Linked DNA regions of Mus musculus: region 1 is linked to region 2. Evidence: chromatin contacts called from public Hi-C data. All regions are on one chromosome and are shown on one strand. The core of a region is the stretch at or near the end of the contact, and the rest is flanking DNA. Distances in the headings are between cores, read along the strand shown. Region 1 overlaps Gm2164 (predicted gene 2164). Region 2 has its middle 48 kb from the start of Gm52719.

Region 1 (4,034 bases), core at 920-3,419, 190 kb after region 2:
TCCATCCCCGTCACAATTGACAAGCATGGTCAAAGGTGCCACCGTCAGAGAAACCGTAATGCCATCTTCAATCCTGTTTCCATCCAAGTCCTCCCCAGTCCCATGACTCGGAGCGAAGGGAGAGGGACAAGACAGTCACTGCTATCACTCCACTCACAGAGGAAGAAACTATGTGGAGTCTGAGAGCCAAGAGCAAAACAAGGCTTCCTGAAGACAAGGCCCTACCATGACCATCACTCAGGTAGCACCATCCTGAGTGTCTGGGAGTCAGGTGGTGAAGAGAGCAAGCTCCTCCCAACAGAAAGGGACAGAGCCTTCCACTAATTGGTTCAAGTACTTCTTTTGACCCTAATTAGTTATTTGTCATGTCTCCATTTGCATACCAGAAAGAGGCAAATTTGCATATTTGTAAATGAGACTGGGCCTAGATGTGGGTTCTGGAAGAGCCTGGCAGTTGCTGGCAGGCCTGGGAGGCAGCTGGCTCTTGCCACTAAGGCTTGGGAAGGGGAGATCTGGAAGACAGCTCCTTGGCTACAGGCTGAAAGGTGCTCTAAGAGGGGGTTGGGGGGTCAGACAGGACAGCCTTTCTCCACTCCCTCCCTACCCTGGAGCTAAATTGAGTGCTGGGCAGCAGTGGGGATGGGGGAGCCCAATACTGCTATTTTGATTAGATGGGAGAAGGAGGGGGAATATAAAGTGATTTCAGGACGTTCTGTGCTAAAAACCTTCTGTTCGCATCCTTGGATAGAACCTGTATCGCTTACAGGGGGTGGGGCCCCCCTCCTTGGTGGGCCCCCCTCCCTCCTCTCCATCCCCAGAGAGGAAAATGTTCAGGAGAGGTGGAGGTCAGAAAGCATACCCCGATGGCTTCTCACCCCCCTTCTCCCTCTTGAACTCTTACTCTGACACCCTCTGCCTCTCTCCTGGGCTCTTACTTTGACACCTACAGTCGATCTACTTGCACACACACACACACACATGCACGCACGCACACACAGGCACGTGCCTCAGCCTTCTCCCCCACCCCACCCCACCCCCGTACTGAAACACTCAACTCCTCCAGAATCATAGAGGTACACACGCAACTCAACTGGAGAGGCACATTCGCACATGCAAACATTCCCAGGCTTTCCTCAACACACACATTCACGCCCTTACACATACAGACACACACGCAAACACTTGAACATAGATGTAGGCATACAGACTCACTTAAGCTGTGCATAAATATTTACACACAAGACATACTCATGCGAGCACATCCTTGCTAGGACCAAATTTCTTGGAAATTTCTGGAGATTCTGACCCCTCTCTGCCAGGGCATCTGGTGCCTCTTTGGGGGAAGAGACAAAGAGACTAGGGAACATCCCTTTTTGTTATTGTTATTTTCTTTCTAGTTTTTTTTTTTTTTAACCGTTTCAAGGTCTCACATAGCCAGGGTGATCCTAAACTCACTATGTGGCTGAGATTACCTTGAACTTCTGCTCTTCCTACCTCTACCCCCCTCCCACTTGCTGGCATCACAGGTATGTCCCACTGTATCTAGTAGATAGAAAGGGAATCGGTGTGTCCCCCAGAAATAAGACTTCAGATCAGCATCCGGACCAGCTCTTCCTGAGAAAGCCAATGACCAGTAAATACCCTCGGCTCTTTGACCTCAATCCTGGAACAGAAAGGGGGGCAGGCAGGGATGGAAATGGGAGAAGCTAAGGTAGACTGATAGTACCTGGCCCAAGCATCATCGACTTGTGATTTCCTTGTCAACCTCAGAGGCCAGCGTGACCTAAAGGGATGTGAGCTGCTGCATCTTCAAGCATAGGGACACTGTGATTCTCAACGCAAAGGACCATCCACTGGCTTCTGGGGTCTGAGATCCGGGCAGTAGGCTCTGGGGCCTGGAGACACAGGGTCAGGACCCAGAGCCGCTGCCACTGTCCCCATTCCTGGGCACCACCTCTCCAAAGCCTTATCTCAAAGGCAAGCTAAATAGCTCTGTATTTGTAAATTAAATATAGCCGTACTTCAGCTTTCCAAAGAGCCGGGAAGGAGAGAAGGAGAAAGAAAGAGAGGAAGGGAAGAAAAGCTGCCGCCCTCAGGAAAGTCTGGCTGGTACAGATTGCCTGAGTCATGAATATTCATCTGGCGAATGAGGAGAGCGGGAGTTTGCATAACAGCTCCACCCACCCAACTGAAAGAAATGTCACCGCCTTTGCCAATAAAGTGCCAAAGGAAGCTGGTAGAGGCTGCCAGCCAGACGGTGCCAAACTGCTGACTTCCACTCCTAGTCGTGGAGAACGTACATTGTTTCCGGCCCAAGGAGCGCCACTCGGGGCTGAGGAATGGAGCTGGCTCCTGGGAAAGAACCAGGAAGCAAAGTTGAAAGTGGCACAAGCCACCCACAAGAAACCTAACGGCAAGAGAGGCCGCAGCCTGACTGTTTTTGGCTACCATCAAGGACCCTGGTGGGCCAGCATCCCAGCTTGCCTCAGCTGACAGTATCAGGGTATGGACTGCCTTAAAGAAACCTCAAAAGGGGTCTTCTCGAGTCTCTTGAGTCTTTGAGGGCTGGAAGGCAAGGAGATAGGACAAGTGTCACTTGGAGAAAGCGCACCCACCTTCTGTAGAAGGTTATATTCCAACTGTCAGGAATTTGTCTTTCTCCAGGTTCACAGTCATTTCCAGGGAGATATCTTTTTTCCTCACACCCATCCTTAAGACAGGAAGTTTCCCTGTCCTCTGACTGCTCCAGTCCCGAAAGGGACCTGGTTCCCAGAAGCTGTGCTTCCATGCTGACTGTGAGATTCCAGCCCAGGACAGGACTCAAATGACAATCCTCAAACCATTTCAATGGAACTGCTACTTCTATCCATCCCATCCTCACTCCTGCATCAGATCGGAGCCTCTACAGAGTCTCTGAATGGCGCTGGTTAAGTCTCCTGGGTCAAGAGCGTCCATCTCAGCCTGGCAGTTCAGTGTGGACCCACTGAGATCAAAGTCGGTCTCCTACCCCTAGATTCCCTCTTGAGAAGGCTAGGAGAGAAAATGCCACTCTGCGGGGCACCATCTGAGTGGCACCTCTGGGTGTCATTGCAAACACACTGCCCACTTGCCTGTCTGGCACAGCTGGCTCCCGACAGTGATCACCTGAACGAACAGGAAAACCGGAGCTCTGTACTCAGAGCTTTTCTCGGGGTACAGAAAAGCAAGTAGGACAGTGGGCGTTGCCAGCTGCTGCTCCCACAGTGTGGAATTTAGGCTGTGGATTCGGGGCTGGGTAAGGATATACACACGTGCACACCTTCACAGACTGCTCAGTTCGAGCATCTGAGGACTCTTAGGTAGAACACATAAAGACACACAAGCCAAGAGGGGGAGGCTGCAGGATCTGAGGGGAGAGTACCCACTCTGAGAAACCAGGAAGGCCCCTCCTAGGGCTCACGGGACCCCTGAGGCTTGTGCTAACACAAACCCAGAACTTAAGCTCGCTCAGCTGAGATTTGTCTCCGCTGTGCTTGGGGCTCCCAGGAGCCCGGATCCTTTACTGCTTCTGCCACAGTGAAAACATCTGCGGTAGGGTGCAGAGGCCTTCAGAGAACAGACCTAGAGTCTGCCTCTTTGCCATGTACCCACCCTGACCCCAAAACAGCCCCAAATCCTGTCACCTTCTCTAGCCCATTCATCCTACTAAAGATACACTGTTAAATTCAAAGATTTCTGCAAATGTGTGGAGAATTCTAAAATCCACACTGAACAAATTTCTTCCCCGAGGGACTACTCAGGGCCTTTACTGTTTACACACGGGCCAGTCTGTGAATTTGACATTTCACGGACCCAGAATCCTTTTCTGTGGAACACTTCAAGAAACTAAGATTCATGGGGTTAATTTTTTAGGAAAGTGTTTCCACAGATTAAAACATCTAATCCCCCAGCCTCCGCTCTTCTCCTAAGTGGGCCTCTCACCAGCCTGCGCCTTCCCTCAAGGTGAGTTCTGCCTGTGTGCATAACACTCCTCTTGCTCTGCTTCCCAAGAGTCC
Region 2 (3,742 bases), core at 762-3,261:
GCAGGGTTCCTCAACCTATGGGATTGAATGACCTTTTCACAGGGGTCACCTATCAGATCTCCTGCACATCAAAGATTTATATTACAACTCATAACAGTACCAAAGTTACAGTTATGAAATAGGAACAAAAATAGTTTTTATGGCAGTCACCACAGCATGAGGAACTGTATTAAGAGGGTCTCAGCACTAGGAAGGTTGAGAACCACTGCTGTATACCATCAGTAGTAAAATGATTAGAAACATCACGTGCTGCTTTAGTGCTGACCAGAAACAAGGTTTATGTAATCATAATCTTATGTAAGTTCATCTTCAGCAATGGCCTTATTTAATGGCTGGTTTACCAAATTCTTAAAATGTGATTAGCAGTTTTTACAAGCCATCTCCAACACACCACCCATCCTAGTAGACTTGCTAGGCTGAAATAGGGGTAGAGCTGGGATTTGAACCCAGATCTCACTGACTCCAGACGAAGATATCATCAGCTTCCTGCTTGTGCTGCAAGGTGGAGATGGGGCTGATTAGAAATGCAGATCATTCCTGGGCACCATTAGGAGAAATAAGAGGCACCGATGATCTGTAAGTGCCCAAATAAAGAAAGCTAGTATGGCCGCCCCCTGTCTCCACATAGGGCTTGGGCACAGTCTACCCAGAAGACACCTGTTCTACCTCTATCCCAACTTTTTAATACCGAAAGCTATTTCTTTCACCAAAGCTATTTCTGATTTCAAACATTTTGTTCTCCTAAGAGCTGGGCCACTGATCAAATCCCTCCAGCCACTCCTCTCCACCTCCCAGGGCCTTCCTTTCCTCCCCATCAGAATGAGTGAGGGAGACCAGCTAACCTTGAACAATTCCCCCACCCAGATCTGAAGCACTCAAATATGACTCACTACATAGGCAGTGCCAGAGGTTCTGACAGCTCAGAAAGCAGGTGCCAGCATCAACCCTGTTGGGGTTGGGAGAGCTGCTCAAGGAGGCTCGATGGGAAGCAGAGACCACATGGGAAACAACTGAGCCACTTCAAAGTGCAACCGAACAGGTGACAAGAGACCATCTTTTATGCAGGATAGTGATACATGCCTGGAAGAAAGAAAACCAATTCTGCGTCCCAAGCCACACTGCTGTGTAGAGTGATGGGCCCCTCCCCCCTCTGTACACACGCCTCTTCATCCTCTCAAAAGAGAGGATATTGAACTCTGTGGCCTCTGACTTCTAATCTGATTGTTTATGTCCTCTGCCACACGACGGAATGCAAGGACAGAAGAAAATGACATCAGGCAGGTGGCTGCCAAGCCAGATGGGGCTAAGAGGAGTAGGCAGTACAGATGGTGCAGAACTTCAGCTTCAAGAGGTGCAAAGATAAAGGACTTAGCATGTATAGGTAGGTGCACCTGTGTGCATGGTGTTAGGTAGGAGTGACGTCCCACCTACCAACAACATCCCAGGCTGGGGATGGTCCTGAGGCCTGGACCCAGGGTTCTGTGCCAGCTAGTGAGGCTAGCCGAGCAAGCGTGAGCCGATGCTCCTGGTGTTGCCATGGAAGCCCAGGAATAGTGCAAGCTGGGAGTGACTGTCGGGGTGCAGCTCCCTCAGAAGGAGCCTGTGTCACGCCTTTGGCAGAACATCAGGTGGGAGTCTCAGAGCACAATGAGCTATTGTTCTTTGAGGCTTTACGCTAAACCCGTTTCCAAGGTTTTATGAATCATTTTGCTGCTGATCTTTAAAAAAAATAAAAGAGTAATATACAAGGCACAGTGGAAGGAGCCTTCAGCTTCTTTTCTCTGAGAGAGGAACATGAACTCGTGGAGAACTCCTTCCCACCTTCTGCCTTGATCTCCCCCACAACTGTCAGAAAGGCTACTTTGAAGGCAATGATTCTGGATCATAGCCATGGGCCATCCCAACACTGACGAAGGAAAATAAGAGTCCTGAAGAGGAAACATATAAGCACCCAGGCTTTGGGACTGCCAAGACAAATGAATGACAAGTAGCTCAAACTAAGGCCAAGCAGTTGCTGTGTGACTCAGACAATGTTGCGTCCTTAGGAACTCCCTCCATGAGAACGTCCTGCATGGAGATGAGTCTTTGTCTCTGAGACATGGATTGGCTGCATTTCCAAGGAGGCGAATGCCACTCATGGCCAGCAGCTTCCTGCTCCGTCCCTGGCCCATCTACCTTCATGTGCACTTGGCTTTCTGTATATCTTCTGGCTGACAGTCTGACGTTCCACTCTGAAAGCCAGCCTTCAGAAGAACCTTGGAGTCCAAGGCTGTGCCCCTTAAGTGTGCTCCTACTCCAAAGTAAAATCTAAAGCAGTGGGTCCCTGTCAGGGCACCTACCCAGCCTGCCCTAAGACAAGTTTCAGCAACTTGCTGAACCAGCCACCGATCAGACAGAGAACCTGCTCCAGACAGTAGGTGCTCATTCATAGCATGGCTTCTCTGAAGGCTGTTGTGCTAAATGGGAAGGGAGTGGTTTCTCAGGAGACCACCTGACCCTTCCGTCACAATGGATGAAGACCCAGCCTTGAGATTCCCTAGCTAGAGATGTGGTCCTTCAACTGCTCCGATTCTGAAAGCTGATGTGGCTACAGTTTGTACCTCCCCATATATAGTTTGATCCCTGCCTCAGTTTCTTTCCTGGCCCCCGGAGCCCTAACTTTGAAATACTTCCCAGCTCCCAGCCAACCCTCCCCTTGCCTCCCAGGGCCTCAGTTCCCCACCTCCTCCTACTGGCTGGCTCGGTTTTACAGATGGTTGCAGCCCCGGTTATTATTTAAACGAGCTGCTTCTGGCTCACATGTTAATTAAAACCCGCTGTCCAAAATCTCCTGGTACAATTTGCAGTGTAATCTGTAGCCTCTAGTGCATCATTGTATCTCTATTAAAAGGGATTCTCTGTAATGATGCGGGGATTTAATTAGTTTCTTTGCCAATGTTGTAAAACACAGTGATAAACGAGCCAACAGGTCCGTGGATCATTATTCTCCTCAAGATGAGCTTATTAGCTGATTATGAATCATTAACAAAGTCTACACGGGATTTTCTTATCTAATTCAACACAATTTTTAACATTCAGTGCTCAACATCCATTCCTTGCAACCAGCAACATTGTGTGGTGATTGCGATCTCTATGTGTGGCTCTCTGCTCTGGGCTTAGGTCTTCCCCCTCTTATTTAATTTGAGCTATATGGCGGGAGGACTCGAGAACAGGGACTGGGGACGACACTGTGATGAATCCAGAGTTTTATTTTATGACGGGAAGCAGCTACTATGAACTGGAACTGGCAGCCCATATTTTTGTGCTGGTATAAGTGTGTGTTTGTATATTCTCACATCTGGGGAGGGATACACACACTTTGTGCACATGTGTGCATCAGTAGTAGAGGGAAAGTCTGGGGACATATGTGCTCCTGTATACATGGAAGTGTAAAAGCTATATTCACACGTCTGTATATCCTTTTGTATAGGTATGCTCGTGTATACAAGCAAGTAGATGCATGTTAGGGGGAATTCAATAGAAGATATTTCTGAATAGGCTTTCAGGCTAACGTTATTTCAGTACCCCCTGAGATGCCCGAATCTCCCAGTATTTCCCACAGTTCACTCCTATCTCCCCATGCTGGGGTCTCCTGCCTTTGAGTTTGTGATGTGGTCCAGGCACAGAGCTTGGCACTACGGTCCCACAAACTCTCTCGTTTATAGAGAAGTGGAGTCCAGAGAGGATGGATGACTCTCCCAAA

What was found. Hi-C and Micro-C count contacts between places; a contact is called where the count stands out from the background.
Region 1: a Hi-C map of cortical neurons shows a contact between it and region 2, with 2.2 times the contacts expected there. The contact joins two enhancer-like sites. A contact is called at or near these places in 5 of 484 Hi-C or Micro-C datasets (the HL-1 cell line, cerebral cortex, cortical neurons and 2 more), 2 of 115 datasets of contacts at active chromatin or transcription factors (embryonic basal ganglia and embryonic stem cells) and 1 of 9 other capture datasets (embryonic stem cells).

What each region holds. Positions count from the first base shown.
Region 1 is chr4:124,592,917-124,596,950 of GRCm38.p6, forward strand. All of the region lies in intron 1 of Gm2164 (predicted gene 2164), which reads right to left. Among named protein-coding and RNA genes, the nearest start is that of 4933407E24Rik, 26 kb to the left of the region's middle. Within about 2 kb of position 2,170, at least 48 of the 459 cell types and tissues checked have an H3K27ac peak or open chromatin away from gene starts, as enhancers often do. A contact at or near this core is called in cerebral cortex, cortical neurons and forebrain, where this site is marked.
Region 2 is chr4:124,399,425-124,403,166 of GRCm38.p6, forward strand. No RefSeq gene overlaps it. Among named protein-coding and RNA genes, the nearest start is that of Gm52719, 48 kb to the left of the region's middle. Within about 2 kb of position 2,012, at least 41 of the 459 cell types and tissues checked have an H3K27ac peak or open chromatin away from gene starts, as enhancers often do. A contact at or near this core is called in cerebral cortex, cortical neurons and forebrain, where this site is marked.